Regions from separate parts of the Mus musculus genome. Here all the other regions are linked to region 7. The links are chromatin contacts, called in public Hi-C and promoter capture Hi-C maps. All regions are on one chromosome and are shown on one strand. The core of a region is the stretch at or near the end of the contact, and the rest is flanking DNA. Distances in the headings are between cores, read along the strand shown.

Region 1 (2,817 bases), core at 314-2,813, 1.5 Mb after region 7:
GAATACCTATTACCTCAACAAAAATCAAAAAGATATTTTTTTGGAAAAAAAAAATCACTGTCAACTTTTTTTTTCTCTCAGAACAATAAGAATGTAATTTCAATGAGTAAGAAACTAAAAAACAGGCTGAGTATAGTGGTGCATATCTAATCCCAGCATTTAGGACGATCAAGTCAAAATCATGGTCAGGTTACCCAGGAAGCTTAAAGCCAGTCTCGGCGCAAAAACAAACTTATTACGAAAGTCCGTGAGGCTGGGAGTGGTGGCGCACGCCTTTAATCCCAGCACTTGGGAGGCAGAGGCAGGCGGATTTCTGATTTTTGAAGCCAGCCTGTCCTACAGAGTGAGTTCCAGGACAGCCAGGGCCACACAGAGAGAAACCCTGTCCCGAGGGGGTGGGGGGGGGAGAGTCTAATGCAGGAGGATCTCTGGGAGTTTGTGTCCAGTGTGGGTTATATAATGAATCTGAGGCTATTTGCTCCTAAAAGAAGAGAAGGTGAAGAGATTAGAGGAGGTGTCTGTGCAGGAAGAACTGCAATGTCCGTACATTGGCTTTTACCTCTCCAGACTTAAAAGAATCCTATGTTGGTGTTTATGTTGAAAAACATGTGAAGCTGGTAGTTAATAACAAAATACAGATGAGATGTTTAATAAGCAGTCATGTTTCCGTGGGATTTTTCCATAAACATACAAGTTGCATTGGAAGAAAAAAAAATCCTACGGCAACTAGTATCTTACATCCATCTCTAAAGTTACCTTTCAATCATTTATCCTCCACTTACCAGCTTTTATCATTTTTCATATACCATGATTTCAGACCAAGGTAGCGAGAAGTAACTTTTTTTGGTTTTTCAAGACAGGGTTTCTCTGTGTAGCCCTGGATGTCCTGGAACTCACTTTGTAGACCAGGCTGGCCTCGAACTCTGAAATCCACCTGCCTCCCGAGTGCTGGGATTAAAGGCGCGAGCTACCACGCCCGGCCGAGAAGTAACTTTTTATTTAGAATACTGAGACTGTAACTTTCTCCTTTAGCAGTTCTGGCAGCTAGCTTTTAGCTGTTCTGGAACGAGGGGATAGCTTACCTATTGTGAGGTCGTGCACGGGCTGGAACCGCTTGTCGGTAAACTGAAGGAGGAGACATGACTTCCCCACACCTGCGAAAGAACGGTGTTCACTAGACGCACGTCACCCGGGAAGCCGCTGGCTCCCAGACAGGGAACAGGGTCTAAGGCAGGGGCAGAGCCCCGCCCCCGGGGCTCGCCCCGCCCCCTCCGCGCAACTCCGCTCACCCCGCCCCGCCCCCAAGCCGATTTTGGAGGTAGGATCCCCGCCCCAACTCCGAAGGCGGTCCGTCGGCGGGTTACCTGTGTCTCCGATGATGATGTACTTGAAGAGATAAGCGTAAGTCATGGTCCCGAGGCGTCTGTGTTCCGGGTCCTCCCGATTTCTACAGCCACTTACCTCCGACCTCTCTAGCCACTCAATCTACGGGTCTCCTTATTTGCCTCCGCTCCAGCCCTTCTAGCTCAAGCTGCGTCTCTATTGCTCTCCCCCAGAAATCTTCGCTGGATCGGCTGTACCGGACGCCGCCTCTAGGGCCACCCAGTGCTCTTCTACATGCCATTATCCCACCAAGCTCCAGGGGGCGACAGCGACCCTTCGGGCAGCTGGGATCGAGACTGGTTGCGTCCCTGACTCGGTCCAATCATCGGAGAGCGACGCTTTCTCCTTGAGGAAGTGACGCGCTCGGAACCTAGTGGGGGCGGTGGGAGCGATGCGGACGCGGAGACGCTGAGTCGCTGGTAGTGGTGCTGTGAAGATGGAGGTGGGTGCCGAGTCTTTGAGGGCTGATGAGGGTTCGCGGCCGACTAGGGGAAGCGGAAGCGGGAATGCAGGGCAGCGAGGAGCCAGGGGGGCTCGGGAGGGCTGGGGTCTCAGCACGCCACTGCTCCGCTCACTCACCCACCGCGGCTTTCTTTTGGTTTACAGTTTCCCGGAGGAAATGACAATTACCTGACGATCACTGGGCCCTCGCACCCTTTCCTGTCAGGAGCCGAGGTGAGCAAAAGCTGCTGATGCTGGGGCGCCGGAGGGCCTAGGCAGCGGTTAGGGAAGGACGGTGGGGGTGAGCGCGGGGGCTGGCGGGAGCTGGAGGGGACAGTGGCCGAGGCTTCGAGCTCCTCTAAGGACTGTGGAGGGGGTGGGGGTGGGGGAGAACCGAAAGCGGCTGTCATGAGGAAACCAGGATGTTGAAGAGACGGCTTGTTTGAGGAGTTTCTGTTCTGAATAGGAAGAACGAAAGGAATTGTTCTTTGGTTGGGGGTGAAATAACTAACAATCTTGGGAGACAGCAAGAAAGAAAAAAAATTTTTTCAGTAAAGAAATCGAGATAAAGAAAGTTGTTTATCCAGCAGGGAATAACTTCGGACAGTTGTTATTTCTTGAATTCTATAGGGGGCTCTTTTATTTGAAATGTCTTTTCTGATAAAAGTGGTTCATCCTACTGATGTGGCATCTGTTTGCTTGGCTAAAGAACGACAGAGGGAAAGAAATAGCTGCCAGAGAACATAGAAGGGGGTAGAGTGCACCTGTTTCCCAGTGATCACAGACTGACTATGTCACCTTTGGATTCCAGTTGTCAAATGACTATAATAACAGGGTTTGGTTTGGTTTGGTTTGGTTTGGTTTTTAAAGATGGCGTGAAGTAGAAGTAATGGTTGTTGGATGTTCTAAGACCTTCCACAAGGGTCACCTAAGACCATAGGAAAACAGATACTTTGTGATTCATAACAGTAGCAAACTTATATTTGTGAAATA
Region 2 (2,913 bases), core at 54-2,553, 1.3 Mb before region 7:
AAAAAAAATAATAAAAAAACCAAACCAAACAGGCTTCACTTTGGTGCTTAGCAGAACTAATCCTAGCAGATACAGTGGGGGGTTTGTGTGTCAGGGAAACAGAATGTGGAGACTAGAAACATAGAGACCCTCACTGCATCCCCAGCAACACGGTGTGTGTGTGTGTGTGTGTGTGTGTGTGTGTGTGTGTGTGTGTGTGTGTGTGTGTGTGTGTGTAGGAAGCGGTAGTGGATGAAACTGCTTCCAAAACCTGAGAGCAACTATGCAGACTGGCGTAATCTAGCCAGAATAAAGCTGAAATCCAGCAGCTCAGAGGTGGCCGCGTTGTGTGGAGGGTGTAGGTAGCTCCGCAATTCAGCCACTTAAGCAGGTTCTTTTCACTGCTCAGGGGGTAGAGAACCTTCTAAGGATGTTTTATCATGAACAATTATCGTGCTGGCAACATTTCAACAACCCCTGGTGAACAAGCTGACCCACCCAGCCAGTCTAACCTCAACCAACTAATGTCCCCCACAGTCTTCATCCCCAGCGTGGGGTAAGCACCCTGACACAGAGTCAAGCTTTCTGAGTGGGTATCCCAAGGGCTGATGGTCAGCTAGTGGAACAGCCATGTTAGCATCCTCCAGGCATAAATCAGCCTCCGGTAGGCTGACCGACGACAATCAGGAGCGCTTGCCCTGTCCTCTACACGCCTCTACCTCCAAGACTGAGACTGTCCCCAAACTCCTGGGTTCAAGCGCCCAGCCCCAATGGCTGCCTCGAGGTTCAGCACCGAGGACAGCGGACATCGGACATACTTTACTCCCTGAGGTCCTGGAGGCCAGGGCAGTGTTTGTGAGGGAGCAGACAATGCTGCAGGTGTCCCACCGCGCGCCTTCTGGCACCGCACCCCTGCCCCCTGTCTCCCTGTGCCCCTGTGCTCCTGAGCTCCCATCTCCCACCCGCAGTTCGCTCAGGACCGCCTCGCGGCGTCTTACTTTTCTGGCTGGAGTAACCCGGGTAATAGCCATAGTAGCCAGTAATCCGCAGGATCCGGTCCTCGATGGTGGCCACCCCGTTGGGGGCCGCCTTGACATCCATAGAGAACGCGGGGCGGCGGCTCCCGGAGCCGCGGGGCGTAGAGCAAAGCGCGGGGCCCGGGAGCTACTGCAGGTACCGCCGCCGCCGCCGCCGCCGCTGGTGCTGATGTTGCAGCTCGTGCTCCCGCGCCCCAGCTCTGATTCCACCGCTGGGCGCAGCTCTGGCTTCGCATCACAGCGGCGGCGGCAACGGCAGCGGCAGCGGAGCGGCCCCCACTCTGGCCGGCCTTTCTGTCAGCCTGGCAGCTCACCCGCCCGCCACCAGCTCACTGCTGCCCGAACAGCGCCCCCTCACCTCCGACGCCCACCCAGGTCTGGGACGCTTGTGGGCGCCCCACCTGGTCTCTGACTTTCACCGTTAACCCTTGTGCCAAAAGTAGACACCCCCAAGCCCACTTGAGGGAAGGACGGTGGCTAGATGCTCAAGGTGAACTGCTGTGGGTGGGAGACACTCACACAGAACTAGGGGTTAGCAATTCAAAAGATGCACACTGCAGTTTAGCACTTCTACCCTGCATTCGTTCCAGGCTCCTGCCCATTCCACCTTGGGTGTATGGATATGGAAAGCATTCACAGGCATTACTCGTTGCAACTTGTCTAGACATCCAAGGATCCTTTTTCTCCTTTTACCAACTGAGAAGGAGGAGGAGGAGGAAGAGGAGGAGGAGGGGAGGAGGAGGAGGAGGAAGAGGAGGAGGAGGAGGAGGAGGAGGAGGAGGAGGAGGAGGAGGAGGAGAAGAAGAAGAAGAAGAAGAAGAAGAAGAAGAAGAAGAAGAAGAAGAAGGAAGAAGAAGAAGAAGAAGAAGAAGAAGAAGGAGGAGAAGAGGAAGAAGAAGAGGAGAAGAAGAAGAAGAAGAAGAAGAAGAAGAAGAAGAAGAAGAAGAAGAAGAAGAAGAAGAAGAAGAAGAAGAAGAAGAAGAAGAAGAAGAAGAAGAATCTCGATCAGGTGGTGTGTGGATTATAATTACCCTAGTGAATGCAGAGATTTTAAGAGTTTAAGTCCTGTGTCTGATAGTCTACATGGGACCCCTACCTTCCAATAAACACAACAAAGGGTAGGACCATACATCTGAGCACAGCATATTCATTTGTCTAATTCTAAATATCCCACAATCTAAGAAAAAATATTTTCTTCTTTATTGTAAAACACATAAGAAGTAAGGGCTTTCAAACTGTATCTGAGCATACGAGCTATTGCCAAAGTCCAAAGACCAAAGAGAAACACTTTTTTTTCCTTTTGTTTTTTGTTTTGTTTTGTTTTTTGTTTTTTTTGTTTTGTTTTGTTTTTGTTTTTGTTTTTTTTTGTTTTTTTGTTTTTTTTTTCTGGAGACAGGGTTTCTCTGTGTAGCCCTGGCTGTCCTGGAACTCTCTCTGTAGACCAAGCTGGCCTCAAACTCAGAAATCAGCCTGCCTCTGTCTCCCAAGTGCTGGGATTAAAGCGTCACCACTGCCCGGCTACAGAAAGACTTATTATCTATGCAGAACATTCTAGAAGCTCTGTGATCAGGGTGAGCAGCCTTCACACCAATATGGCCCTTCTGAGTTGATGAGAAGTCCTAGAGTTAGCTGAATGCAAGGAGCAAAGGCTACCTTGTTCATAGATTTCAGTCCCTGTCTCTTAAGAAGTAATCCTCCAATCTCCATCGCAGAAGGGAAAATGAGAGGAGAGGGAAGGCCTTTATCAGCTGAGTAGAGGTCAGCTCCACCTTTCCTCAAGAAGTGTTTGACTTCCTGCCGATATTCACATTTCTAAAATTCATGAGGTGTGGGGGAGCAGAAATCAAGGTTGGTTTCTCAGTCCCTGCCCAAGGCTGCCCAGCATTTTTTCATTGTG
Region 3 (3,078 bases), core at 531-3,030, 1.2 Mb after region 7:
GGCTTAAGAGCACATAGTAGGGCCGTAGGGAAGTGAAGGGCTGAAACTGATTGGCTTTCTGGCATTGGACGTTAGTTCCCTAATGATGTTTGTGAAAGAATTGGGTATTTAATGACTGGAGCTACACGCGTGCATAAACGTTAGGAAGCTGCCATAATGTACTATTGGAAAGACTGGAAAAACTGGAAGGGGGTTGCTTCTACCCGGGGTTTCCCCTTGGTTGACCCCAAAATTTGCTCGCATCTGTTTTCAGGGCCTCTCTGAGATGGAGGAGGTTTCTGGTTTGGAGAATGGTCCCGTGGTGGCTAGCACAGGAAATAGGACGGATGAGTGAGTGGGCAAGACAGGTGCCACTGTCCCCCTACGCCAAGGGGGACATCTCCAGGCACTTCTGCGTCTTGCACCTCCCTTGGACTATAACTGGACTTCCCCCAGAATGTGCCTGAAGCCCAGAGTGCCCTCAATTTCCCCTCAACCCAGGCCCATTTCTCTTCTCTTCCCCACTAGAGGGAGATAATTTCTGGACTAGAGACCTCCCTCACCTCACGCCTCGTCAAGCAGCTTCCTCCCTTGCATTCTTCGACTTCTTCCTCCCTGCCTCTCCATCCAGCTTCATTTCACATCTGCCTCCTCTCACTGTTCACCTTTCACAATCCCATCCACTCCAAGCCGGGTTGCTGCACCAGCCAACCCAGAATCCGCGTCGGTTGTGCTCCAGGTCTCCCTTGGATCCGGGTCCTGCCTAATTCACCCGAGACTACAAATCCCAGGATGCCCCGCTACCCCGTGACCTACTGCAAAATAAAGAGCCTTCCCTCGGCGGCGGGGGCGCTGTGCATCTGCTGAGTGACGCCAGGCGCTGGGAGCAAGGCCTAGCCGAGTTTTCCTCGGACGCGACCACTGGCCCCGCGTGCGGGGAGGCGCCGGGAGGGCCGTCGCGCACAGAGGCGCCGCCACCGCGGCCAGGTCACCGCCACCGGCTGCGGGTCTCTAGCCCTCGTGCCCGCAGCTGCCGGTACTGACAAAGGCTGGGGGTCGGCGCCGGGCCAAGCCGCGCTTCCCCTGGTGCTGCCGCCGCGCCCCTCGCGCGAGTGCCCAGGTTCAAAGTCCTGAGACTTGGAGCGCGCGCGAGAAGGGGGTTGGAGATGATGAGTCAGAGGCGCCGGCCCTCCTCGCCCCCTCCCCCCCGGGCCGGGAGCTGGAGAGGACAGGCTGGCTGGGCAGGCGGGGGTACCGACCTAAGACTTTCCCGCCTCTAGCGAGCACGCTGGTGGACCGAGCCCGCGTGGCCGCCACCCTTTCCAAGGCGGGAGCAGGACTGCGCAGGCTCAGCCTTTCGGCCGCCCCCGGCGGGCCTTTGATCCCTGCAGCGGTACGGTCGCTGAAGCTCTTTTTGTACTGTGCCCACACCACTTATGACCTCTGCAAGTGTACAAAGATGATAGACTCGGTTGGTTTGGGGGAGCGGAGAAAGCCCAGGAAAACGGTGGATCCCAATAGCACCGGGGAGAGGGGGGACAGCTTAGTAGCTGCTAAAAAGTAGAGATTGACTAGGCCTAAGAGAACTCACCCCAAATTCACATAGTGCCCGGGATGGGTGTTCGCCTCACATTCATTTTTGTTCCCACTTGAGAAGGCTTCTTTTCCCTAGAGAATGCTGCTTCTCCGGGCTCAGGCAAGCCCAGGTACCAGTGAGGCTAGAGCGCAGCCTGGCTGGCTTGCCTTGACATTGCAGTGGCGCCAGCTGCAGATCCTTTCTGTTTGTGACACCTTGGGAGTGGTAATAGTCGCCCTATGACAAAGTTACGTGTGAGTATTAGTGGGTGGAGACAGATCTGGGATCAGGCTCTGGAATGGAGAGAACGCAATCCGGGCCTCCTCCATGTTTTCTCTTCCCCCAATCAAACTGCAGGGATAGTGAAGGGCTCTGAGAAAAGAATATTTTTCTTCAAAGTCAGGACGTAGTGGCCAAAGAAACTATAAAGAGAAAACAGCAATTAGCTGTCTTCCAGCTTTTACCGCGGTAATCGGAAACCTGGATATTGCATTCTGCATCTTAAGAGAAACTCAAGGACCGTATAAATGGGTCTCTTAACAATGCTGAACACTCAGGGCCAAAACCTCTGGTTTTATTTCTCATTACTTTGTGTCCAGAATAACCGACAAGGGCCTTTGTTCATTGTAAATTATTAAGATCCTAAGATGCTGGAGGCTCAATTTTTTTTCCTTTTCTTTTCTTTCCTTTTCTTTTCTTTTCTTTTCTTTTCTTTTCTTTTCTTTTCTTTTCTAAAAGGCAGGGTCTCACATGTATCTTTGCCTGCCTGGAACTTGCCATGTAGACCTTGATCCACATGCCTGTAAGTGCTGGAGTTAAAGGCACGTGCCACTCACCATGCTTGACTGAGCCTTACTGTATGAAGACCCTACTGTGTCACCATAAGTTTGCCTCCCCCACTACATCGTGAACTAAGTGTGAAGAATTGTTTATGAATTCTGCAGTGCTGCTCGCCAAATGGATACATGTTAACTTCCATCACAATTGGTTGGCCAAATTAAGTCGTAAAGCCTCACTCAGTTTCCTGGGGAAGATACTATAGAATATGAGGGGGAGCAAACAATTTAAGGAAAAGGTTGGAAATTTGTGGTGAAGCTTGAATGGCTCCGCAGTTGGGATTTGTCTACTAGCAACCATGCCTATTTCTCCTTGTTTAGTTCAGTGAGCTTCCGTGTGAAATTCTTAGTGGGAGAAAAACAAGACCAGGCGTCAGGAGACCTAGATTCTGGCTCTGTTGCTTGAGCGCATAAGATCTGTCTGAACTACACTTCATTTGCATGGCCATTACACCATGCTTCTTCTGCTTATCTTACTGAATCATATGGCGAAAATAGAGTCATGCACAAGACCTCTAAAATGATGAGGCCCTTGAGAGGTGGAAAATAAATTGTCTAAGAAGGCAGATAATGGTGTAAGTGAGTGAACTAGATTGCCTGTGAAGTGAGAACTGCTGGGAACTCAGCAGTACACACTGCTAAATGGATGTCTGTCCTCAACTCCACCAGCTACTGCCGTGGGCAGCT
Region 4 (3,095 bases), core at 191-2,690, 1.3 Mb after region 7:
AAGAACTCAACACCTAGCCGGGCGTGGTGGCGCACGCCTTTAATCCCAGCACTCGGGAGGCAGAGGCAGGCGGATTTCTGAGTTCGAGGCCAGCCTGGTCTACAAAGTGAGTTCCAGGACAGCCAGGGCTATACAGAGAAACCCTGTCTTGAAAAACCAAAAAAAAAAAAAAAAAAAAAAAAAAAAAGAACTCAACACCTACAAGAGAGAAACTAATTTGTTTTTAAGCACGGTTTTACTATGTAGTCCTGGGCTGCCTTGCAATGGGTAAGGGGTCCTGTCTCAGAGCCTCCACAATACAAAGATTACTGGCCTGCACTATCATACATAGCTATAAACTGCCTTTTTGAGTTTTAGAGGGATAGGACTAGTACTGAGGTAGCTGTAAACCCTTGCTGTGCCTTTTAATTATTGTTCCCAAGTCCAGCTTGAAATTTTTCTGCTAACATCCGTGTCAGGTCCCCTCCCCCCAAAAATAAGCCTTTCCCCCTATTTATTTATTTACGAAACAGAGTTTCTCTGTGTATCCTGGGCAGTCCTAGAACTCAAAGAGATCTGCCTGTCTCTGCCTCCCAAGTGCTGGGATTAAAGGCGCGCACCACCTAGAAACTCAGTGAAAATACTTGACCTGTCTAGTACGATCCTGTCAACCGCTTCTAAGGCTCAATTCTCTCTATGACAGTAGTACCTACCTCAAGTTCCACTAACTTATGATTTGTAACCTGCAGATAAAATGTGAGCTGTAATTATTCCAATTAAAATTAATCTTCCGCACTTCCCTTTACAAACACAAGCACTCCGACTTTTAACCATTTTACCCCTAGAGGAAAAAAGTAATGATTACTCAACCTATTGTTAAAACGCCGTTCAGATGCCATGTAGCCAGCCTGGAATTTAGAAGCTTCCAGTCCGACACCACCATGTTATCGCTCCCCTACCCCCACCCAGCGTCTATCTTCGGAAGTGATAACGGAATCCGTAAGATATCCCCGACAATTACATCAACAAGCATTTCGTTCTTCGCTTTCTTGGTCCCCCCTTGGAATCCCTGATGGGCAAAGAAAATCAAAGTAGCCGTTAAACCCGAGCGCGCAGACAGGGTATTTTCGTACGCACCGTGGCCTGGAGGTCACTAGGTTGACTCCGCGCCAAGGCCGAGGCCCTGTTGCCTCCCGCATGAGACCCAAGTCCCCACCGCACGGGAACAAACGCGGCCTCGGCTTCTGCCGCGAGGCCGGTTTCCCCCTTACACACGCTGGCGGGGCCCAGCAGCCCAGGGCCTCCCCTGCACTCGCCCCCTTCGCTTACCAAAAGGAAGGAGAGAGAGAAGAGACCGCCTCTCCTACTGCGAGTCTACGCCGAGACGCCGGAGCTACAACAGCGAAGAACCACACGACCGTTCGCTCTCCGTCTCCTCACAAAATGGCCCCCGAGCTCCTCTGCCGCCGAGGCGAAAGTCCAGCCCCCGCCTCGTTCCTGGAGGCGTTCCTATTGGCTGTGACTTTTCTCGCTCCCGCTCCTAATTAGCGAGCGCTACCGCTCCTCACAATTCCGTCCAATCATAATCCGAGGTGGGTTGGGCTAATTGCGAGAATTTCCACATGCGTAACAGAGGCTAGTTAGTAATTGGTTCAGCTTCATGCCACTTAGTGACTGACGGATGGTTATTGGTCAATGTACCAGACGGAAAGCTGGGTGGAATTTTCGCCTTTGTATCGCGCACAGCTTCTCATCCGGGTATCCGGCGGATCTGACTGACGGCCGCATCGTCCTATCAGTGCTTCTGAGAGCTCCCAGGTCCGGCCAGATCACCGCATTTCCGCGGCGCGGGGGTGGGAGAGCCTGGGTGGAGTCTGGTAGCGGGTGCAAACGGCCTGCCCTAGCCCCAGGCCTAGGAAAAGGGAAACGCAAACAAGCTTCTGAGAAGGGAGGAGAGTTATCTCTAGGCCGTCTACTAGCTCTGCAGTTATTATCAAATTCAGATCCCTTCTTTCTGCCAGATTCTATAAGCTGTTGGGAGGACATGGCCTTCTCAGTGAACAGCTCCCCCTCCAAACCAACTGGGTTCTGTAGTTCTCTCCTGCAGGAGCAATTACCCGACCTCCTATAAACCCGCTTCCTTGTCCCAAGTCGCCACACAGTCTGCAAACCCAATGGCCAGCCACCTCAATTTCCCACTTTCTAGAATAGACTACTTAATCCCCTCAGGTTTGGTCTGCCACTAAAGCTCTGGTTATACTGTAGGAACATTAAATACACTGAAATGTATATATAGCTTACGGAGAAAAGGAGATTGTATCCCAGAAAAATTTCCTGATTTTTTTTAATCTTTAGATCTTTAAACCTTTGCCTTTTTCTTTCTTTCCTTTTTTTTCTTTTTTTTTTTTTTTTAAGAAAAAGATTTATTTACTGTTTTTATATGAGTACACTGTAGCTGTCTTCAGACACACCAGAAGAGGGCATCCGATCCCACTACAGATGGTTGTGAGCCACCATGTGGTTACGATCAGGACCTTTGGAAGAGCAGTCAGTCCTCTTAACCTCTGAGCCATCTCTCCTGCCTAGCCTTTGTCATTTTCAAAAGATTTATTTTATGTAAACCAGTCCAACGAGTTTATGTGTTCCCAATTTTACATCTTATTTTTAAAAAGAAAAGTTTGGGCTAGGTAGTGTTTCAAGTGCAAGCCAGCCTGGTCAAGTTTCAGGACAGCTAGAGCTATAGAGTGAAACTCTATCTTGAAAAAACAATAAATATAAGTAGGTAGGTAGATTGACAGACAGACAGACAGACAGATAATTGGGGAGCCAGAAAGATGGCTTAGCAGTTAACAACAACTGCTGCTCTTCCAAAAGACAGAGGTTCAATTTACAGCACCCACAAAAGGGCTCATCGTATAACTCCAGTTCCTGGAGGTTCCAACACCCTCCTCTGGCCTCTGGGCACCAGGCACACACATCATACACAGGACTCTTTTTACAAATTAAACAAGACTCAGTGATCGGGAGCTTGCTTAACACACCCAAGGTCCTTAGTCCAATCCCCAGTACAACAAAGTAAGAGACAAATAGAGAAAGAGTGGAGATCTGTGTGTTGC
Region 5 (2,835 bases), core at 160-2,659, 1.7 Mb before region 7:
CTAAACAAATGCAGTATCTATGCTAGGAATGACTGCAAGTCAACGTTCAGTAACAAAAAAAAGTAACTGAAAAGTTAGATTTTTTTTTTAATGGAAACAATGGCATTTAAAATTCACGCCACAGAACACGCTGATGCTCAATGGATACAATTTTCACCTATGGTGACATTCTTAACTGTGAACTGCAGTGTTCTCTACAACTTACACTTCTGCTGCTATGGAGTAATCACGCCCCAGCGGGGGAGAAGGTGTATTCCTCATTTTTCTTCATATGACTACTTCTATTTTTTTCCACACAAGAAGATACTGTTTCATTGTCTTGTAACCCCATTCCATTATCTCAAACCTCACCGCTTCTGACACTGACACGCCACAAAATCCAACTGTCAAGTTTAAATATTGAAACACTCAAGAAAATGCACCTGAACGCTCCCACAGCTTCTCACAGCCCAAGGATCCTTTAACTAGCAGTCGGAGGGTTCCACAGCAATTAAATGCAGTAAGATGTGTCGCTTCCCTTCCGTGCTGAGGCTAAGTAGGCCTTTATTGTCCTTAAAAGAATCCTCCCAGCCTTTTCGACTGTAAGGTAAGACGGCAGGCACCCCAGGGCCGCTTCTGAGCTTGTCGGAACCTCGGCACCGAGGAGCCCCCCAGAGTCTCCATTCAGATGCCCCCTGTAGCACCGTCGCGAGGATCCGCACAGCAAGACCCGGCTCGCCGGCCCTGGGCTCCGGAGTCAGCCCTGCCCACTGCCCGTCCGGTCTCCGGGACGTCTGGCCGCCCTGCCACCCGAGCCGGCCCAGCGTCCCGCCGCCACCCGCCCCTCCCCCGCCGCCGCCGCCGCCGCCCGCCGAGCCCCGGGACCCACCTCGAAGAGCTCGGCCGTCGTGGCCATGCCGGCCGGCTGAGAGGCTCGCCCCGCGCTCGAGGCCGTCTCCGCTTCACATGCTGCGCCTCAGCGGCGCCGCTCACCAGTCCCAGCTCGGCCTACCGCCTCCGGCCCGGGCTGCGCACCGCTGCTGGCTGCCCCGGTCCTCACACAGCGAAGGCAGAGAGGGAGAGCAGCCATGAAGCGGAGCCGCAGACGCCTGTCAGCTGCCTCCCGGCGCCGCCCGCGCCGCTCCCATTGTCACCGCCTCGCACGCCGGAAGTGGGGCTGCGCGCGCCCGGCCGACTTCGCGGGGCGGGCGAAAGGAGCGAGCGGCGAGCGGGCCGCGGAGGCGCTCGTTTGCGACAGGGTGACGCGTCTTGAGCCTCGCGGGCCGCCGTCCCGGAAGTGGGCGAGAAGAGTATTCCAGTCCCTTGAGATTCCGGGTGTAGGTTCTTAAGACCTTCTGAGGAGTGTTTTAATCTCTTGAAGGGACCGGGAGACTTGAGTCACCTCACCCGGAAGAGCGAGCATCTCCAGTGAGCTCTTGCGGCTCAGGGAGAACCCGGACGTTGCCTGGTACAGCCCATCTAGAAGGCGGGGTCTACTTTGGCTGGATGGCGACCTTAGTTTCTACATCGCTCTGATACTTGGGAGGCTTAACCATGGCCCTGCGGGCAGTGTGGCTCATACGTCACGAACCAGGAACTCCACTTGGAGGCACCGTCAGATTCTCCAGGTAATTGCAAGTCTGGATCCTCAGGCATGATGGGTCCAAGGATGAATCTAAGCAGGAGTTTTTGTGGTGCGCTGAGTCTCAGCTGTCCCAGGAGCAGCTAGCAGGGTGCCCTTGGGCAATTTAGGCTTTCTACGTTTATCTCACTTTGTTGTAAGGAATGAGTTGCTTGTTACATGATGCTACATGTTTTCTAGTATTACTGCTATTGTATCTTTATTTATTTATATATTTGAGACAGGATTCATGTATACCTGGCTGTCCTAGAACTTGATACGTAGACCAGGCTGGCCTTGAATTTACAGATACCTCCAGAGTGCTGGGATTACAGGTGTGGGCCACGACACCCGGCTATACTAATGTATCTTTAAAATTAATTCCATCTGTTTAAGTTTGGTACAAAAATGATTGCTTAAAGAACGTTATAGTTTGCAGCTTCTAGTGGGTGAGCAAAATAGAAGTGTGAAAAATTAAATTACAGTCACCTTTTTATCCAGGTGGCATAAGTGGTTTGGTCCCACCTTTAGAATTTGCCATATCTTACCAAGATAATTCTATGGAGAGGACTCTGCAGTTCTTTATATTAGATATTAACCCCGATATAAAGTATAGCTGGCTAAGTTCCCCCCAGTCTATAGGCTGTCTCGCCACTTTGCTTGTAGTTTTATTTGCTTTGCAGAACTGTTTTGATTTCAGGAGATCCCATCTGTCAGTTCTTGAAGTTGTTACCTGTCTCTTGGCATTATTTCTAAGAAGCCTCTGTGTTAATGAGTAGATGTGTGTTCTTGGAAAGCAGCAATGTATGGTAGAAAGGTGACCAATTTTAAATCTCTTCGAATGTAAACCAGAAAGCATTTGAATGGTGTAACTGAGGAACTCAGTTATTAGGTTTTTGTTGCTGTGGTTTTGAGACAGAGCCTCACTGTGTACCACTGGCTTACCCAGAATTCACTGTGTAGACCAAGCTAGCCACAAACTCATAGATACCCTCCTGCTTCTGGTTTCCAAATACTAGAATTAAAGGAATGCAACAACCATGACCCCCATTAGTTGTTAGTTTTGCTTACATTTCAGTAACACATGTACCTGGTGTCTACCATACTGGATAATGCAGCTCTAGATACTTGAACTGTATGAATCTATGGTTTTCTTTATTTACATTCCTTAATGATAGGGTCCAAGCTGCCTCTACCTTTCAGAACAGTGCTATCTAGTAAACATCCTCAAACAG
Region 6 (3,105 bases), core at 549-3,048, 1.5 Mb after region 7:
TTCGAACTCTCAAATCTTGGTTTCTAATTATTCCCTTTTCCTATGTTTTGCACTTTGTGTTCCATAATGCCCTATTATCTTTTTTAAATTATGTAATCTGATAAATCTTGTATTGGCTAATGCAGTTTAAAAATCAAGGCCAAATTTAACTGGCAACTCCAGTAGGAAGTCCCCATTAAGCTTGCCCCATTTCTTAGTCATTGTAGCGACTGTGGACCCATTCATTTAGCATCTTACATATATAATACTGTAGCTGTGACACTTTCTTTCTTTTTCTTTTCTTTTTTTTTTTTTGGCTTTGTTGTTTTGTTTTGAGGCAGGGTCTCTCTAGGTAGTTCTGGCTGTCCTGGAACTCACTGTGTATACCAGGCTGGCCTCAAACTCACAGATATCCCTCTTGTTTAAAAAAGTGCTGGGATGGGCTGGTGAGATGGCTCAGTGGGTAAGAGCACCCGACTGCTCTTCCGAAGGTCTGAAGTTCAAATCCCAGCAACCACATGGTGGCTCACAACCATCTGTAACAAGATCTGACTCCCTCTTCTGGAGTGTCTGAGGACAGCTACAGTGTACTTACATATAATAAATAAATAAATCTTTTAAAAAAAAAAGTGCTGGGATTACAGGCATGAGCCACCATGAAGGGTTTTTCTCCCTGCTTTTTCTTCTAATCTTCTTTGATTCTCACATAGATTTTTAAGCTCCTTTAAGGTAACAGCAGTGTCTTCTTTTTGCCGAAACCCATGAGTAGTGTAGATATGCAATAAATGTTCACAAATTACGGTGAGACTGAATTTCACCAAGGTCTGCTGTTGTGAGCTGTGAATACTGCAAAGCACTGACATGCTACCCACACATGTAGTATGGATTCGGTATTCTCGCAGAGCTTTGCAACTGGTTTACCTTAAATAATTGAGCTTGTGCTGGAGAAGGCTATTAGGGTAGTACTCTTTTAAGTGCCTTCAATTTTTCTAACTTTGTCATACAAGGGGGAGGGGGAAAATGTTTAAAGACCAAAATCAAGTGTTTTCAGATTCTTGCTACGTTTGTAAACACTTGCACTACTCATTCATTAAGGTCCTAGTGAGAAGGTCCTAGTGAGGACCCTGTTGTGGCTGCTAAACCGGGCTCTGGGGATAGATATACAGAAGCAATCCTTGCTCCCCGCCCACATGGGAAAGAAAAGACAGTGACAAAGCAAACGTTACAACTAAGGTAAAACAGGCACAGAAGCAACAAAACGGGTTTTGCTGGCTCTCGGAATAAGGTACTGAGAGGCTTCACGGACGCAACATTCTCCTAGACAGGACTGGAATGGGACCCAAGGAGAGGAGTGGACCCATGTTGGTGTGGTGTTACGCTTGAAAAACCGACGCCCGGGAGGAGGCACTGCAAGCTTTCCCGCAGGTGGGCATGCGTTTCAGCTACTCGGGAAAGATGGGGTAACCAACAATCGAGGAGTCCAATAAAGGGCTGCTCCGGAAAGGGCGCAGAGCCCGGGGCTGTCTTCCTCTCCAGGAGTCTCTCGCCCCGCCCAGGCCCGCCCCGACCACCCCGCACCTCACCCAAGTGCCCAGAGTCCTGCTTCCGTCGCCGCTGCAATCTCTCGCGAAGCGAGTCCAGCTGTTTCTTATGGGCCTGGATAGAGCTCCACGTGTCCGACATCCTAGCTCCCAGCGCGGACTCGGCTCGAATCAGGCGCGGCGGACTAGCACCTCCCCAGCCTAGAACTAAGAAACATCTAATTCTCACGAGGACGCCCGAAGGCCAGCCGGATAGAGCCAAGATGAAAAGCCACTTCCGGTTGGCGAACCAGCCGGACGTAATCCTCACGGTAGTTCTCTCTCGTGTTTCCGGGAGCGCTGAGGCTGTGTTTGCCATGTTGGTAGCTGGCAGACCCGCCATGTTGTTTCTTTAAGTCGTTAGTGACAACGCATTTAAAATAGCAGGGCTAGAACAAGTGTGAGTGTTTGACGGGTGGGTGTATGCGTGGAGAGATGGATGGACGGGAAGGAGTGAACAGACTGTTAGTCTGGTTGATTGTATATTCTGGTCCTTGCACATACGGTCAAGCACTGTATCATAGATTTCTGCCCTTAAGGCCCCAGATTTTCTAAGTTAAATATTATCTTCCTTCCTTCCTTCCTTCCTCCCTCCCTCCCTCCCTCCCTCCCTCCCTCCCTCCCTCCCTCCCTCCCTCCCTCCCTCCCTCCTTCTTTCTTTCTTTCTTTCTTTCTTTCTTTCTTTCTTTCTTTCTTTCTTTCTTTCTTTCTTTCTTTCTTTCTATACAAAGTGTGTGAAAGGAGAGTGGAGTTTCACTATGTGGTTCTGCAACTCACAATCCTCCTGCCTCAATATCCGAGTTCTGGGAATTCAGGCATATTCTAAGACAAACATCTTAATTAGGGAACCATCTTTTTCAGCGTGAGGGAGCACTCTTTAAAAATGTTCAGGATGAGTGGAGAGATGTCTCGGCAGGTAAGAGCACTCAGTGCTCTCCCAGAGGTCCTGAGTTCAATTCCCAGCAACCACATGGTTACTCATATCCATCTGTAATTGGGATCCGTTGCCCTTTTCTGGTGTGCCTGAAGACGGCTACAGTGTACTCATATACATATAATAAATTTGTTCTTTTTTTTTTTTTTAAAAGAAAATGTGCAAGAAATGGGGAGGTAGCTCAGTAAAGTGTTTGCTGTGAAAGCATGAGATTCTGAGATTCCCAGAACCCACATAAATTTAAGGCAAAGCTGTGTGGGGTGGCAGACATTGTTTTAGCTTAATTTAGAAAAAGGTTTATTTTTGTGTTTGAATATTTGTATATGTGTGTTTGTACACACACACACACACACACACACACACATACCTGGCTCCCCTGGAGACCAGAAGACGGAGTCATCTTCGTGAACTAGAGTTACAGGCAATTGTGATGTACAATGTGGGTGCTAGGGTTTGAACCTGAGTTCAATTCTGTAATAATAAATTGTGCTCTTTACCACTGAGCCTTATCTCCAGCCCATGACTAGGCAGTTGTTATCTCAGTGTTGGAAAGGCAGAGAACAGTAGATCTCCTGGGCTGGCTATCAAACCTATCCAGAAACAAAAACTAAA
Region 7 (3,092 bases), core at 450-2,949:
GATGTGTGTGTGTGGTATGTGAGTGTGTGCGTGTGCCCGTGCCCCCCACACCGTTAGAGTGAGCATATATGTATGTCTCTTGTGCTTTTTCTTTCTTTCTTTTTATTCTTTCGGTTTTTTTCAAGAGAGTTTTTCTATATAGCCTGGGCTGTCCTGGAATTTACCCTCTAGACCAGGTTAGCCTTGAACTCAGAGATCTGCTTCCCTGTGCCTCCCAAGTATTGGGATTAAAAGTGTGTGCCACCACACCCAGGTTTTGTTTTGTTTTTTTTTTTTTTTGTTTTTTTTTTTTTTGTACAGGGTTTCTCTGTATAGCCCTGGCTGACCTGGAACTCACTTTGTAGACCAGGCTGGTCTCGAACTCAGAAATCCACCTGTCTCTGCCTCCCAAGTGCTGGGATTAAAGGTGTGCGCCACCACTGCCTGGCTCACCCAGCTTTTTTTTTTTTTTTTTTTTTTAATGAGTTTGTATGTGTTTGTGTACGTATCACTTGTGCTTTTTATTTATTTATTTATTTATTTTTTAATTTAATTGCCTGTTTTCTAAAGAAAGCTCAAGAGGACATGGAGTTAGTTGGATGGAGACCTGGAGGAGATGAGGGACGGGAAATGGTAATCAAAGTTTTATTTTTCAGTTTTGGTCATTAATCGATCTGAGGCATCCACACACTAGTCAAGTCACAGCTTCGCGCCTTTGTAAGGAAAGCTGGGCTTGGTATGAGCCCTATTCCACTCCTATCTCAATTGCTTCTCCTTTCTCAGTGTTCTTCGCTGTAGCTCAACTCTGCTCATTTACTTCATGAGGAATTCCCAGCCTGTTTCTCTATTATGATACTATGTGCTTTTCCTAAGTACTTATTACAGTTACAGGTTCATTTTTTTGGTTTTGTAATAAGTCTACATATATATTCTCCCAATAACAAGTTACATGAAGGTATGAACTACGTTTATTTTTGCTAGACAAATAGCTAAAGTATAGCCCCAAAAATCCAACAGTGGGAGGGGGTTCATATCATGTTTCACTAAATGTTGTCAAACTCCCTTCTATATTTTTATGGTTTAATCCATATTTGAACAACTCTCAAGCTTGGTCTTTTTATAGTAGAGGGTTGTGGTCAATACAGTCACAACTGTTCAAAATGAATGAATGACTGACTGAATGCTGAGACACAGAGTAAATATATAAAACCCTTTCGAGTCAATACTCCAAAAGGATCTCGATCAAAAAAGAGGGCGGGGGAGAGTAGTCTGAATTGGGTTATGAGGCCCGGGAGGTGCCTCACCTCAGCCATTGAACTCGCACTGCTGGCCGTGAGTCTGTTCCAAGCTCCGGCGAGGGAGGCATCCGCTCCGGCGAGGGAGGCATCCGCCCCGACTCGGGGCTTCTCCTGCCCAGTCTGCCCAAGCGTAGAGCCCTGCTCTCTGGGAACTCACCTCCCCGCTCGGGGAGAGCCCGGTTAGGGCCGCGGGAGGCCCAAGTCTCAGACCTTCCCAGGGGCCGAAGAGTGACACGCACTCAGCACGTGGCCCCGCTGATGAGCTTCCTCCGCCCACTTTCAGGATGTAGACCGGCCGCCACTATAAGGCTCGAAAGAGGAATAAATTTTTCGTTTAGGGTGATTTCCCACAAAGCACAGCGCGTAATTTGCATGCGCTCTACCCCAGGCTCCTGTGCTAGACAAGAAGCCCGCGCATCCGGGCAAGGGATGATGACGTCGTCCTTCAAGAGCGATGGCGCCGCGGCGGCAGAGATCAGGCTCTGGAAGGCGAGGTGGGAACTCAGTCCGCAGGCTGAATGCTCGGCCCAGTGTCACAGGGAGCCTCTCGCTTTTTCATATTACACTTCAGTCCAAAGAGGCGGGTCACGGATAAGCGCTTACAGTAAAGTGATTAGCTGTAGTCAACCTTTTAAGATACATCCGATTTCAGAAAGTAAAATTCGAATCTTAGAATTGGTGTCTGTAGACCGTATACTGTGTCTGTGGTCTCGGTTTTATATTTCGGGCAACTAAAGTTCAATGAATTTACAGGTTCTAAAGCTCCAAATAGCAACGCTGGCAGCAAGTTGGTCAGTCCAGACCGTTGAACACTTTACTGATGACCATGATGAAGTGGTCTAGTTTGAAGGAAGGTATTAGAGACCAAAGGCTATGAGACCCATGTAATGAACTGTAAAGATCTATGTAAACTTATTTTATCCTATTATTAATATCCCATCAGGATAGCAATTTAGGCAGTATTGCTCAGTGAGTGGTGTGCAAGTTATTAAGAGCATGTTGAATTATTTCTTTAGAAATTATTTAATCTTTATGTATTTTATCTGCATATATATATATATATGCACCATGTATGTGCCTGGAAGTGTTGGACCCCCCGTACTAGAGTTACTGACAGTTGTGGTCTGCCATATGAGAGATGGAACTTAAACCCAGAGCCTCGGGAAGAATCAGGCAGCTCCTTCATCACTGACCCACCTCTCCAGCTACTTTAAGTTCTTTCTTTAAAGGATATTATGAGAGCCTGGTGGGCATGTTGGCTCACACCTTTAATGCTCGCACTTGGGAGGCAGAGGCAGGAGGATCTCTGTGAGGTCCAGGACAGCCAGGGCTATATAGAGACCCTGTCATTTAAAAAGGGGGGTGGGGGGAGGAGGGTTGTCAAGAAGCTGGAGAGTTAGCTCAATGTTAAAAACCACTTGTTAGCCAGGCGTGGTGGCACACGCCTTTAATCCCAGCACTCGGGAGGCAGAGGCAGGCGGACTTCTGAGTTTGAGGCCAGCCTGGTCTACAAAGTGAGCTCCAGGACAGCCAGGGCTATACAGAGAAACCCTGTCTCGAAAAACCAAAAAAAAAAAAAAAAGAAAACAAAACCAAAAAAAAAAAAAAACACTTGTTGCCCTTATAGAGGGTCTGAGTTTGATTCCAAAATCCCACATGGCAAGTCATAACCACCCTCCCAGACCTCCAGGTACACCAGACATCCAGACATGCACGTGGCACACATACATATACAGACAGAACACCCATACACGTAAAAGGAAACAATAACCTTTGGGGGTTTGTTTCTTTGTTTGTTTTGGGTTTTATGTTTGT

The links. Promoter capture Hi-C pulls out the DNA fragments that hold promoters and counts their contacts. Hi-C and Micro-C count contacts between places; a contact is called where the count stands out from the background. Capture Hi-C pulls out chosen DNA fragments and counts their contacts.
Region 1: a contact with region 7 is called in a promoter capture Hi-C map of adipose tissue, with 5 times the contacts expected there. The contact joins the promoter of Rab2b here to the promoter of Parp2 in region 7. A contact is called at or near these places in 4 of 39 promoter capture datasets (cranial neural crest, hippocampal neurons, liver and 1 more), 1 of 115 datasets of contacts at active chromatin or transcription factors (astrocytes) and 2 of 9 other capture datasets (adipose tissue and pancreatic islet).
Region 2: a promoter capture Hi-C map of liver shows a contact between it and region 7, with 2.5 times the contacts expected there. The contact joins the promoter of Slc35f4 here to the promoter of Parp2 in region 7. A contact is called at or near these places in 3 of 39 promoter capture datasets (cranial neural crest, hippocampal neurons and liver).
Region 3: a promoter capture Hi-C map of liver shows a contact between it and region 7, with 7 times the contacts expected there. The contact joins the promoter of Zfp219 here to the promoter of Parp2 in region 7. A contact is called at or near these places in 3 of 39 promoter capture datasets (hippocampal neurons, liver and pre-B cells), 4 of 484 Hi-C or Micro-C datasets (the G1E-ER4 cell line, embryonic stem cells, rod photoreceptor and 1 more) and 3 of 9 other capture datasets (adipose tissue, liver and macrophages).
Region 4: a contact with region 7 is called in a promoter capture Hi-C map of liver, with 5 times the contacts expected there. The contact joins the promoter of Hnrnpc here to the promoter of Parp2 in region 7. A contact is called at or near these places in 7 of 39 promoter capture datasets (cranial neural crest, embryonic stem cells, hippocampal neurons and 4 more), 1 of 115 datasets of contacts at active chromatin or transcription factors (astrocytes) and 1 of 9 other capture datasets (macrophages).
Region 5: a contact with region 7 is called in a Hi-C map of B cells, with 7 read pairs. The contact joins the promoter of Exoc5 here to the promoter of Parp2 in region 7. A contact is called at or near these places in 1 of 39 promoter capture datasets (liver), 4 of 484 Hi-C or Micro-C datasets (B cells, CD4 T cells, the G1E-ER4 cell line and 1 more) and 1 of 115 datasets of contacts at active chromatin or transcription factors (extraembryonic endoderm stem cells).
Region 6: a Hi-C map of B cells shows a contact between it and region 7, with 7 read pairs. The contact joins the promoter of Mettl3 here to the promoter of Parp2 in region 7. A contact is called at or near these places in 1 of 39 promoter capture datasets (hippocampal neurons), 1 of 484 Hi-C or Micro-C datasets (B cells) and 1 of 115 datasets of contacts at active chromatin or transcription factors (astrocytes).

The regions. Positions count from the first base shown.
Region 1 is chr14:52,277,832-52,280,648 of GRCm38.p6, forward strand. Rab2b (RAB2B, member RAS oncogene family) reads right to left here and starts at 1,564. Exons shown (of 8, transcript NM_172601.3): 1 at 1,365-1,564; 2 at 1,083-1,154. The coding sequence starts at 1,410. It overlaps Tox4 (TOX high mobility group box family member 4), which reads left to right and starts at 1,315. Exons shown (of 10, transcript NM_023434.3): 1 at 1,315-1,401; 2 at 1,557-1,825; 3 at 1,990-2,058. The coding sequence starts at 1,820.
Region 2 is chr14:49,524,534-49,527,446 of GRCm38.p6, forward strand. Slc35f4 (solute carrier family 35, member F4) reads right to left here and starts at 1,304. Exons shown (of 8, transcript NM_029238.2): 1 at 978-1,304. The coding sequence starts at 1,080.
Region 3 is chr14:52,018,953-52,022,030 of GRCm38.p6, forward strand. Zfp219 (zinc finger protein 219) reads right to left here and starts at 1,781. Exons shown (of 5, transcript NM_027248.2): 1 at 1,571-1,781. Tmem253 (transmembrane protein 253) reads left to right here. Exons shown (of 7, transcript NM_001033805.3): 7 at 254-835. The coding sequence ends at 334.
Region 4 is chr14:52,102,581-52,105,675 of GRCm38.p6, forward strand. Hnrnpc (heterogeneous nuclear ribonucleoprotein C) reads right to left here and starts at 1,441. Exons shown (of 9, transcript NM_001170981.2): 1 at 1,309-1,441. It also overlaps a transcript of Rpgrip1 not described here.
Region 5 is chr14:49,065,258-49,068,092 of GRCm38.p6, forward strand. It overlaps Exoc5 (exocyst complex component 5), which reads right to left and starts at 1,410. Exons shown (of 18, transcript NM_207214.3): 1 at 869-1,410. The coding sequence starts at 895. It overlaps Ap5m1 (adaptor-related protein complex 5, mu 1 subunit), which reads left to right and starts at 1,292. Exons shown (of 8, transcript NM_144535.5): 1 at 1,292-1,607. The coding sequence starts at 1,534.
Region 6 is chr14:52,303,326-52,306,430 of GRCm38.p6, forward strand. It overlaps Mettl3 (methyltransferase like 3), which reads right to left and starts at 1,799. Exons shown (of 11, transcript NM_019721.2): 1 at 1,563-1,799. The coding sequence starts at 1,662.
Region 7 is chr14:50,806,217-50,809,308 of GRCm38.p6, forward strand. It overlaps Parp2 (poly (ADP-ribose) polymerase family, member 2), which reads left to right and starts at 1,700. Exons shown (of 16, transcript NM_009632.3): 1 at 1,700-1,771. The coding sequence starts at 1,732. It also overlaps Rpph1.